Linked DNA regions of Gossypium hirsutum: region 2 is linked to region 1. The links are chromatin contacts, called in public Hi-C maps. All regions are on one chromosome and are shown on one strand. Each heading gives the region's core, a stretch centred on a gene start, on an enhancer-like site or on the middle of the called end of the contact. The rest is flanking DNA. Distances are from core to core; before and after follow the strand shown.

Region 1 (4,280 bases), core at 262-2,761:
CACCTCTACTTCATTTATGCTTATTATGCCTATAAATAGAGACTTTGAAGAAGCATTGTGATAATCTCATTGATTAATAAAATACATTCTCTATTGCTTCCCATAATTTTTTTTGTTCTTTACCCTCTCTATCTCTTTTTATTTTATAATAGATTTTATCATAATGAGTTAGAATAAGAGTATTTTTTTTTAAATCACGTCAACTATCGAAATTATTAATAGTTCTAATTATTTGGAGTAATTAATGACCTAATCTTTTTTTAACTTTTTTAATTATTATAAAATAATGGTAAAATTACAGTTCCAAACTCTCTAATATGCTTACTTTTGAGATTTAGACTTTATATTTTAATTTGACATAATTTTGTTAACGGCATTAGTTAGTCCAAATACTTAATATTCTTAATTATTTCGATTAAAATTGTTATGTGAATTTTTAAGAAAGAATTCGACCTCAACATTTTGACCATAATTATGTAGAGGAAACAAATTATATAATATTAAAGTATAGATATTAAATATTAAATTTAAACATAGTAGAGGGACCATAACCATAATTTGATCTAAAACAATCTATGCCTAATACAATCATTTATAATTTGATTTAATAAAAAGTTTGATTTTTTTTATAAAAAAATTGCTTTAAATTAAATTAAATTAATTGATATAATTGATTATAAGTTTACCAAAAATAAATCAGGATAGTAAACTAATATTTAATAAAAGTAATAAATATATATGTATTTATGCTATAAGTGATAAAATAATATGTTTGAAAGAAATTTATTAAAGTTAACTTTATTATCTTTTGCAAAAAATTTAAGAAAAAATTATAAAAAAATTCCCAAACGAAGCTGGCTAGTTTTCCATTAAAGTAGGGATTAATTTCAATAAATTATAATAGAGAAATTAAATTTTAAATTTTTATAAAATAAAAGAATTTATTTAAGGTAAACTATATCATTAGTCATTAAATTATGGGTAAATTTTTGTTTTGGTCACTTAATTAAAAAAAATTATAATTAGGTCATTAAATTATTTGAAAGTTTTAATTTAAGTCAATGAACTATTCAATAGTTTTTATTAAGTTATTGGCCTATTAAGTTTTTTTTAAAAAAAAGTTCCAGCAGTGAGCTCTAAACGACAAATCGATGATTGGCATGGTGGATCAATACCCATCGACGAGTAGAAGAACATACCTTAGATCAACGTCGATGTAACGATCAGTGTTAGATATCGAAAAAAAAAGTTGTTTGAATTTTGGTTTATAGGTTTATGACGTCAAAAGCATTTTCATGGAAAAAAAAATAAGAAAAGAAATAGAAGAGAGCTTTTGATTGATGTAGGCAATGTAAACAAAAAAGCCATATAACATCTAGTTTAATAGTCCAGTGACTCAAATGAAAACTTTTGAATAGGTTAATGACTAAAACAAAAACTTACCCATAAATTAATGACTAATAGTGCAGTTTATCTTTATAAACTACAATCTTAACCCATCCAACCGAATCGAAGAAAAATTAAGACTGGGCCTGTGCAAAAATCTAAAACAAAAGCTTCGTCAAATTTGGGTGTCAGATGGCATTATGGTCTGGGCCATATCAGGTTCTTGGAAGGAGGAGAGACAATAGAGCCTAAAACAAACAAGTTAGGAAACGTAACTTGCCCAAGAGGTCAGTGCTCACTAACTTTCCTTTTCTTCTGCCTATCTGAGGTGAAAAACATACCGCTCTTCCTCCCAACCAAGTCTATCTTTCCTGACCGGTAAGTCCCTTTGCTTATGCCTCTTTTCTTTTGTAAGTGATTTTTTTTAACCTGTCTTAGTTCTTAATTCTTGTTTCATACATATATCTTTTTAAATTAGCTGCTTTATTTGAAGGTCTGAGCTGTAAGCTAATCACTGCAGCTATTGTTGGATAAATTTGTTGCTTAGGCAACGAAGTTGTCTATTTTTGCGTGTTCCTCGGTTATGCATGTGAAATATTTGACAAAATGACACTAAGGAAATTTGGGTTTCTTTGAATGAGGGGAAAAAGGGTGATTTAATGACTGTAAGGGGGTGATAATTACATTAGGGTTGATTATGGAAGTAACCGATTTTTTACTGGTTTAGTGAAGTATGCTATGAAATTTCATTGATGTTGGACTATCCATCCTTCTGAGAAATGCCAAATGATGATGTTCATAGTTTACTCTAAGTAAAAAAGCAATGAACTTTGATTCTTAGACATTTATTTTCTATGTTGAAATTTTGAAATTTTATTAATCTCGTACATTTTGGCTAGAGAACTAGGTTTAACTGTTTTCTTTATCTCCTTGAGATCTGGAGATTGATGCTGATAATATTTCTGTTTTGCTTAATTGGCTAGTGCGCAGAGCTTGAGCTTTAAATTGTAAAAATGGAAGATCTTATAACAGAAATCCCCCCACCATCTAGATTCTTTCAGGAAGATCTTAACAACTTTATACCTCCATCACCATCTCTTGCGTCGCCATTCCTTGTGTTTTCTATTCCTAAGCCTGAAAAGCCCCTTCGCCCATCTCTCCTCATTGTTGCATTATCTTCACCATCTTTGTACATCTTCCACCATTTGTCACCTAAGACATTAGTTGGAAGTCTTATCCTACCTGAGGTCCCTTTCTCCGGCCTCTCTGTCGAACCCTCTTTCAGAGACAAAACTTGCAACATTTATTCCCTGAATAATGGGGATAAATCTACTCTGCTTGTATCAGTTCAACATGGTGTTTCTGCAGAGAGATCTCACCTTGTTGCGAGGCTGCTAATTGGCGGGGACATTGTTCCTGACAGACTTTTGATTTTGGATTCAATTCAGAGCCAGAACTTCAGGGGAAAGCTCTCACCGGATGAAACTTATGCGTTTAAGCTGGAGACGCTAGCCGAAAGAAAAGGATTGGGTGGTAGCAATGTAGCTTCTTCCCTTCTAAAGGGTTTAGACTATTTTCCATCAGGTAGTATGATTGATGGCTTGGCTGCTGCTCTGTTAAGTCGATGCCAATTAAAGAACATAAAGGGAACACTGTGTGTTTCATGGCCTGAATTCAGTAGTTCTGTGGTGGCTCTGATTAGATCGCTATTGCAAAGGAATGTGCTGCCTAGCTTGGACTTGAGCTTTGCGCGAGAAATGCAGGATCAATACGCAAGGTTCAATCTAATTAAGCATCAGCCTTATGATACTGAAATGTATACATAGTGAACAAGGTTTTTGATTCACACACCAAAAAAACAAAATTATAGCTTTATGAAACTTTATGTTTTAGTTTTGAAAGAGCTGTATGAGAGTGATTTGTCATATCTGTTAAGTTGAATTTATAAAAAGCTTTTGAACTTGTTTTGAAACTTTAGAAGATATATATGTTTTGAGTGGCTCTATGCTCTGTTTCAATTTTTGTGAAGGAAGCATATAAAGCTGGATATTCCCAGTAAACTGAAACCATTCGTCTCCTATGGACCTGTTGCCATCTGTACAGGAAATGAAGGCCTTCTAATTGAACCTTGTCACAAGGTTCATTATTTGGACGTAACATTTCCATATTTGGATATAAATGACAAATTTTATTTTATTTTTTTAAATGAAGGGTGATTGGATGGTAAACATGAGGTAAAATCTCAACAACATTTTTGGTAAAATTTCAACCCGTGTAGTTAAAAATTTTCATCTATCAAATAATTTTACAAAACTAAATACGTTTTGGTCAAAAAATTGGAGTGACATGTTCATGTAAAGCTTTTGTAGGTAAAAGTATTATAGAGGTCTTTATTTATGTGTCGGATTGTATTTTGTCTCTTGTATTAAAAAAATGAGTAAATTAGTTCCTTTGCATTGGATCAAAAAATAAATTTCTATTAAAAATTTTATTGATTTTTATTGTTAAAAATTGCTCCTTGTACGTTGACATGAGATACACATGGCATATAATGTATAATTGTCTAGTTAATATGTTGACCACGTTAGTTTCTAACAATATAAATGAATGAAAATTTTAATCAAATAGATATTTTAATGAGATAAAATGTAATTTGATTCTTAGTATAATTACCTTCATATTGTTTTTACCGATTTTACATTCCTGCAACACTGATAGTTCATAAATTCTAATATTTGGACTTGGTCGATGAATTGCTTCCTGCACGTGGTACTAATCTCTTGCACTTCAAGAATCAAGAATCACCATTTTGCATAAATTTCTCGGCATTCTAGATATTGTTTTTTCCATCTTCATGGAGAAAGCAAGGGAAAAATGAAAATACAAGAAAGATT
Region 2 (4,524 bases), core at 585-3,084, 430 kb after region 1:
GAACTCAAATTTACCTTAAAACTATCACAATGTATACCTCAAACACAAATAAATCTTTTTCTCCAAATTTCCAACATCGAACACACAAAAAAAAATTAGAACAGAGAAGATGCGTTTTTTGTTTCTCTCTCCAAAATCGGCCTATTTCTCTAAATATAAAAAAAATTGACCTAAAACTCTAATTATTTTCTAAAACTGATATATACTTCAAGTTTACCCGTTCGCATATATATGGAACATTTAATCTTTCATATTTTAACTAGATTATTGTGAGTAAAAGTAATATTGTTTTTTAATATATATTTATAAAAAATATTCTTCGGATGAAATAGAGATGAAATGGTAAGAGTTTTGTGTACACATTATAATAATATTTAATTTTTTTTAAAAAATGCTTTTTAAATTTTTTTTCTAATCAAATTGATGATAGATTGTGATATAATTCACAATGAAATATTATAATAATATATAAGTGGATTAAGTTTTAGTTTAATTGACATTGACATTATTGCAAATGTAAGGTAATCTGGATTTGAGCGCGCTGAAATACTTTTATCATCGTATTTAAAAGTTAAAAGAGAGATTATAGATAGTTATAAACATTATATAAAAAATTATAATAATATAGATACATAACTACAACCTCTTTGAGTTTTAGCATTTTTATAATAAATAAAAAAATTAATTAAACTTTTGAATTATTCAAATTAAACATTGAAATAGTTAGAGTTGAACTCCATAATCATCTAATAGAAATTAAATTGTTTTAAGGACTAATCAGATTACTAACTGTGCTTAGCATATTATTTGGTATCCGAGTTTGATATTTTTTTAATGTGATATTTATATTATTTTCTATATCAATTTAGTACTTGTATTTGACAAAAGTTATATATTTTGGTACTCAAAAGTAACGGTGTTAATTTTTTAATGTTTAATTCGAATTTTAGAATTGATTTGATGCAAATTAATTACTAATATTAACAGGTTTGGATTTTTCATAATTTTATTAATAGAATAAATTTAATATTAATTGAACTAATTGTTAATATTGTTAGTTAAATATGAATTTTTATTAAATCAATTCTAAAACTTAAATTAAATATTAAAAAATTAATATGATTATTTTCAGACACCAAAATATATAACTTTTGTAAAATACAAGTGTCACATTGAAAAAAAAACACAAACACCAAATTAAAAAAGAAAAGTTAAACTCAATACCAAATTATGCATTATGACTATATTTGATAAAAGACAAAAATATAAGCCCAAAAAATTAATTTAGATAAAAAATAAGACTCATTTTCTAAATGGACCGAGGCTTAGGTAAACTTTTTTTTGCCTGGGCCCTTGACCGGACCCGAATTTGCAAAAAGATGAACTACTATTGTTATTATTATTATTTTGCTATTATTTTTTATTATATTACTATTATTTTATTATTGTTATTTGAATATTATATAATTATTATTTTATTATTAATTTTGTTTTTATTTTAAGTGTATTTGCTTACTAAGATGCACCTATTTTTTTTATTTTGTAGGAAATATTTATTTTGTATTATATTTTTTAAATTTATTTTTATATAAAATTTTTTAATACGAGTGAATTTAACTAAACTTAAATTTTAACATTTTTATCTAACTTATATATGAAAAAAATTTTATGCCCCTTTTGTAAACAAGAACAAGTCTAGACCTAAACAACACGACTCAACTCATTAGTTCTAATTATTTCTATTAACAAATATAAGAAAAAGAATATAATTAAAAGATGCAGGTGGCAGAACTTAATTGGTGAGTGAAAATTAAAACCCTAGACTAGCACTTTTATAGATCCCTGCAATTCCGGAGTGACCAGCTCTGAAGAGGCCAGAGCCGTTCTAGAAAGCGGGCACGTAGCCCTATGCTGCTTCCTCATTCCACTGCCCTCACTTCCCATACGCCTTTCTCTTTCTCTTCTCATCCACTTTTAACAAACTTAAGGTAAAAAATAAAAAAAAAATGCAGAAAGGGCCATGAATTTCTGTTTGGTTGCTCCTGTCATTGAATTTCCCTTATCTTCTGCTTAATGATTACTGCCATTATCCTGTGAATGTGTGTTCGTTTAATCCTTTGATCTTTTACATCATCATTTGACGTCATGTATATTTCTACCTCTTCTTCAGCTGCTTCTTCTTTCTTAAGAGCAACTTCCTCTTACACTCGTACTCGCTTTTTTCCTTCTTCTTTGAGGAATCTCAATCCCGCCTCTTCTTCTGCTCTTAACAACCAGCGATCTACTGCATCCGTCGTTGTTCGTTCCTTCCATTCCTCTGCTTCGCGATGGTGCCACCGTCTTGATTGGAGATCTCCTCTTAGCCTCCGTGCTCAGATCAGAGCCTTTAATCCTGTCACTGAACGCTTTCAGAAGCAGTTTGCTACTATGGGTACTACTCTCCAATACTTTTGAAGCTTCTTTCTTTCGCATGCTTTTGATTCTGTTTTAATCTTAATTCAACATTTTATTTGCTGATTTTAGTTTTTAGCTTAGATTAACGTCTCTGTCTTTCTCACTCTAAGTCAAAGTCTTTGTTAGCTTTCAATGAGCGCGAGGCCTCAAATTTAAAATTTTTAATTGTTTTTTTCCGGTTCATAATTAACATATCATTATTGATTGCAGGATCAAGGAGATATATATATTTTTTAAATTAGTATAATGTTTTAAAAAATGATGTATACCCTATATTCTAATCGTTTGAATTATTTAAAATTGACAATTCAATTCATCACCTTGGAGTTTTGATTTGGTTAACATGTTTTTATGGTTTTCAGCTGCTGAACATCCTTTTAAGGAAGTGTTGACGAGTCTTCCCAAGCCAGGTGGTGGCGAGTTTGGAAAGTTCTATAGCTTGCCTGCTCTCAATGATCCAAGGATTGGTAATTTTCTCGTACAACTATACATATATATACATTCACTCGATGACTTGATTGGATATACTACTTCATGCCTTGGGTCCAGCCAGTAATTTCCATTAGTTATGTGACTGATTGTGTCTGTCCCTTGCTTCTGCTGTATATGTAATAGATAAGCTACCATACTCGATCAGAATCCTGCTTGAGTCGGCTGTTCGTAATTGTGACAACTTCCAAGTGAAGAAGGAAGATGTTGAGAAAATTATTGATTGGGAAAATACATCACCAAAGCAAGTTGAAATCCCCTTCAAGCCAGCTCGTGTTCTATTACAGGTGTTTGATAATCCTTGTTATACATATACATATTTATATTCTTCTCGACTAAAGGAACAGGTGATGATTTGCTTTGTTTTTAATCCAGTCTGTTTTGTTGCCAGGATTTTACCGGAGTGCCAGCTGTGGTCGACCTTGCTTGTATGCGTGATGCTATGAACAAGCTTGGCAGCGATACTAGCAAGATTAATCCTTTGGTGCGCTTGTTTACATCATTTGCTTGAATATTTACTGTAATAAGGGTACGGACATATTGTCAACCATTTTCTATTTTGAGAGGGATAGTCAGTTACTAGAAGCTATTGGTTAAGATTATAATCTTTTGAAAATTTTGGCTTAATAAGGTTGTGGATCTTGAGAAATTTTTACATATCATATTAATATGCTAGTTAGTACGAAAGCATAATTAACTGATTTTTTTCATACGTTAGCAGTGTGAGGCATCTTGTTTCCATCTGTGATCCTGATCGGTGTCAGTTCATAGGAAGATATCTTGAGATTTCTAATCGGTATCAGTTCAATAATATGCACTTTTGCATGTAAAATGTCTTCTACAATGTTCCTGACTATCATGGAATAATTTTCCTTTTTAATCTATCCGTAAATTTTGTTACTGAAAATATATTGTATTCAGGTTCCGGTAGATCTTGTCATTGACCATTCAGTTCAAGTTGATGTAACAAGATCAGAAAATGCAGTGCAAGAAAACATGGAGCTTGAGTTTCGGAGGAACAAGGAAAGGTTTTCTTTCCTTAAATGGGGATCTAGTGCCTTCCATAACATGCTTGTTGTTCCTCCCGGTTCTGGTATTGTGCATCAGGTATACTTTGGTATTCAGTGCAATATGCAATACACATTTTGACATAATGGTGGAGTTATCCTTGCTAACCTTATATGTGGCAAATAATTTACTGAGTGATGAATGGATAAGCTCACATGTATCATTACTTTGAATTTTTCTTGGATGCTTTATCTGTGTGAACATGGTGGCCAAGTGAGTTGACACTGTAAAATTTCAGGTTAATCTTGAATATCTTGGACGGGTTGTGTTCAACACCAATGGCACGCTGTACCCTGATAGCGTGGTTGGAACTGATTCCCATACAACTATGATAGATGGGTTAGGAGTAGCTGGCTGGGGAGTTGGAGGTATTGAAGCTGAAGCAGCTATGCTTGGTCAAGTCAGTATTCTGGTGGACCAACGACAATGTTTTTCTTAAATAGTTTCTAACTTTGGGTTTTGATGATTTCAGTTTTTGCTAATTAAAGTGTGTACTGCAATGATGAGTATAGC

Evidence for each region. Hi-C and Micro-C count contacts between places; a contact is called where the count stands out from the background.
Region 2: a contact with region 1 is called in a Hi-C map of leaf, with 2.9 times the contacts expected there. The contact joins the promoter of LOC107887413 here to the promoter of LOC107887405 in region 1. A contact is called at or near these places in 2 of 34 Hi-C or Micro-C datasets (both in leaf).

What each region holds. Positions count from the first base shown.
Region 1 is chrA03:70,881,040-70,885,319 of Gossypium_hirsutum_v2.1, forward strand. It overlaps LOC107887405, which reads left to right and starts at 1,512. Exons shown (of 2, transcript XM_016811637.2): 1 at 1,512-1,764; 2 at 2,370-3,358. The coding sequence starts at 2,400. The coding sequence ends at 3,212.
Region 2 is chrA03:71,307,435-71,311,958 of Gossypium_hirsutum_v2.1, forward strand. It overlaps LOC107887413 (aconitate hydratase, cytoplasmic), which reads left to right and starts at 1,835. Exons shown (of 21, transcript XM_016811647.2): 1 at 1,835-1,988; 2 at 2,171-2,431; 3 at 2,817-2,921; 4 at 3,070-3,230; 5 at 3,335-3,427; 6 at 3,865-4,050; 7 at 4,250-4,411. The coding sequence starts at 2,428.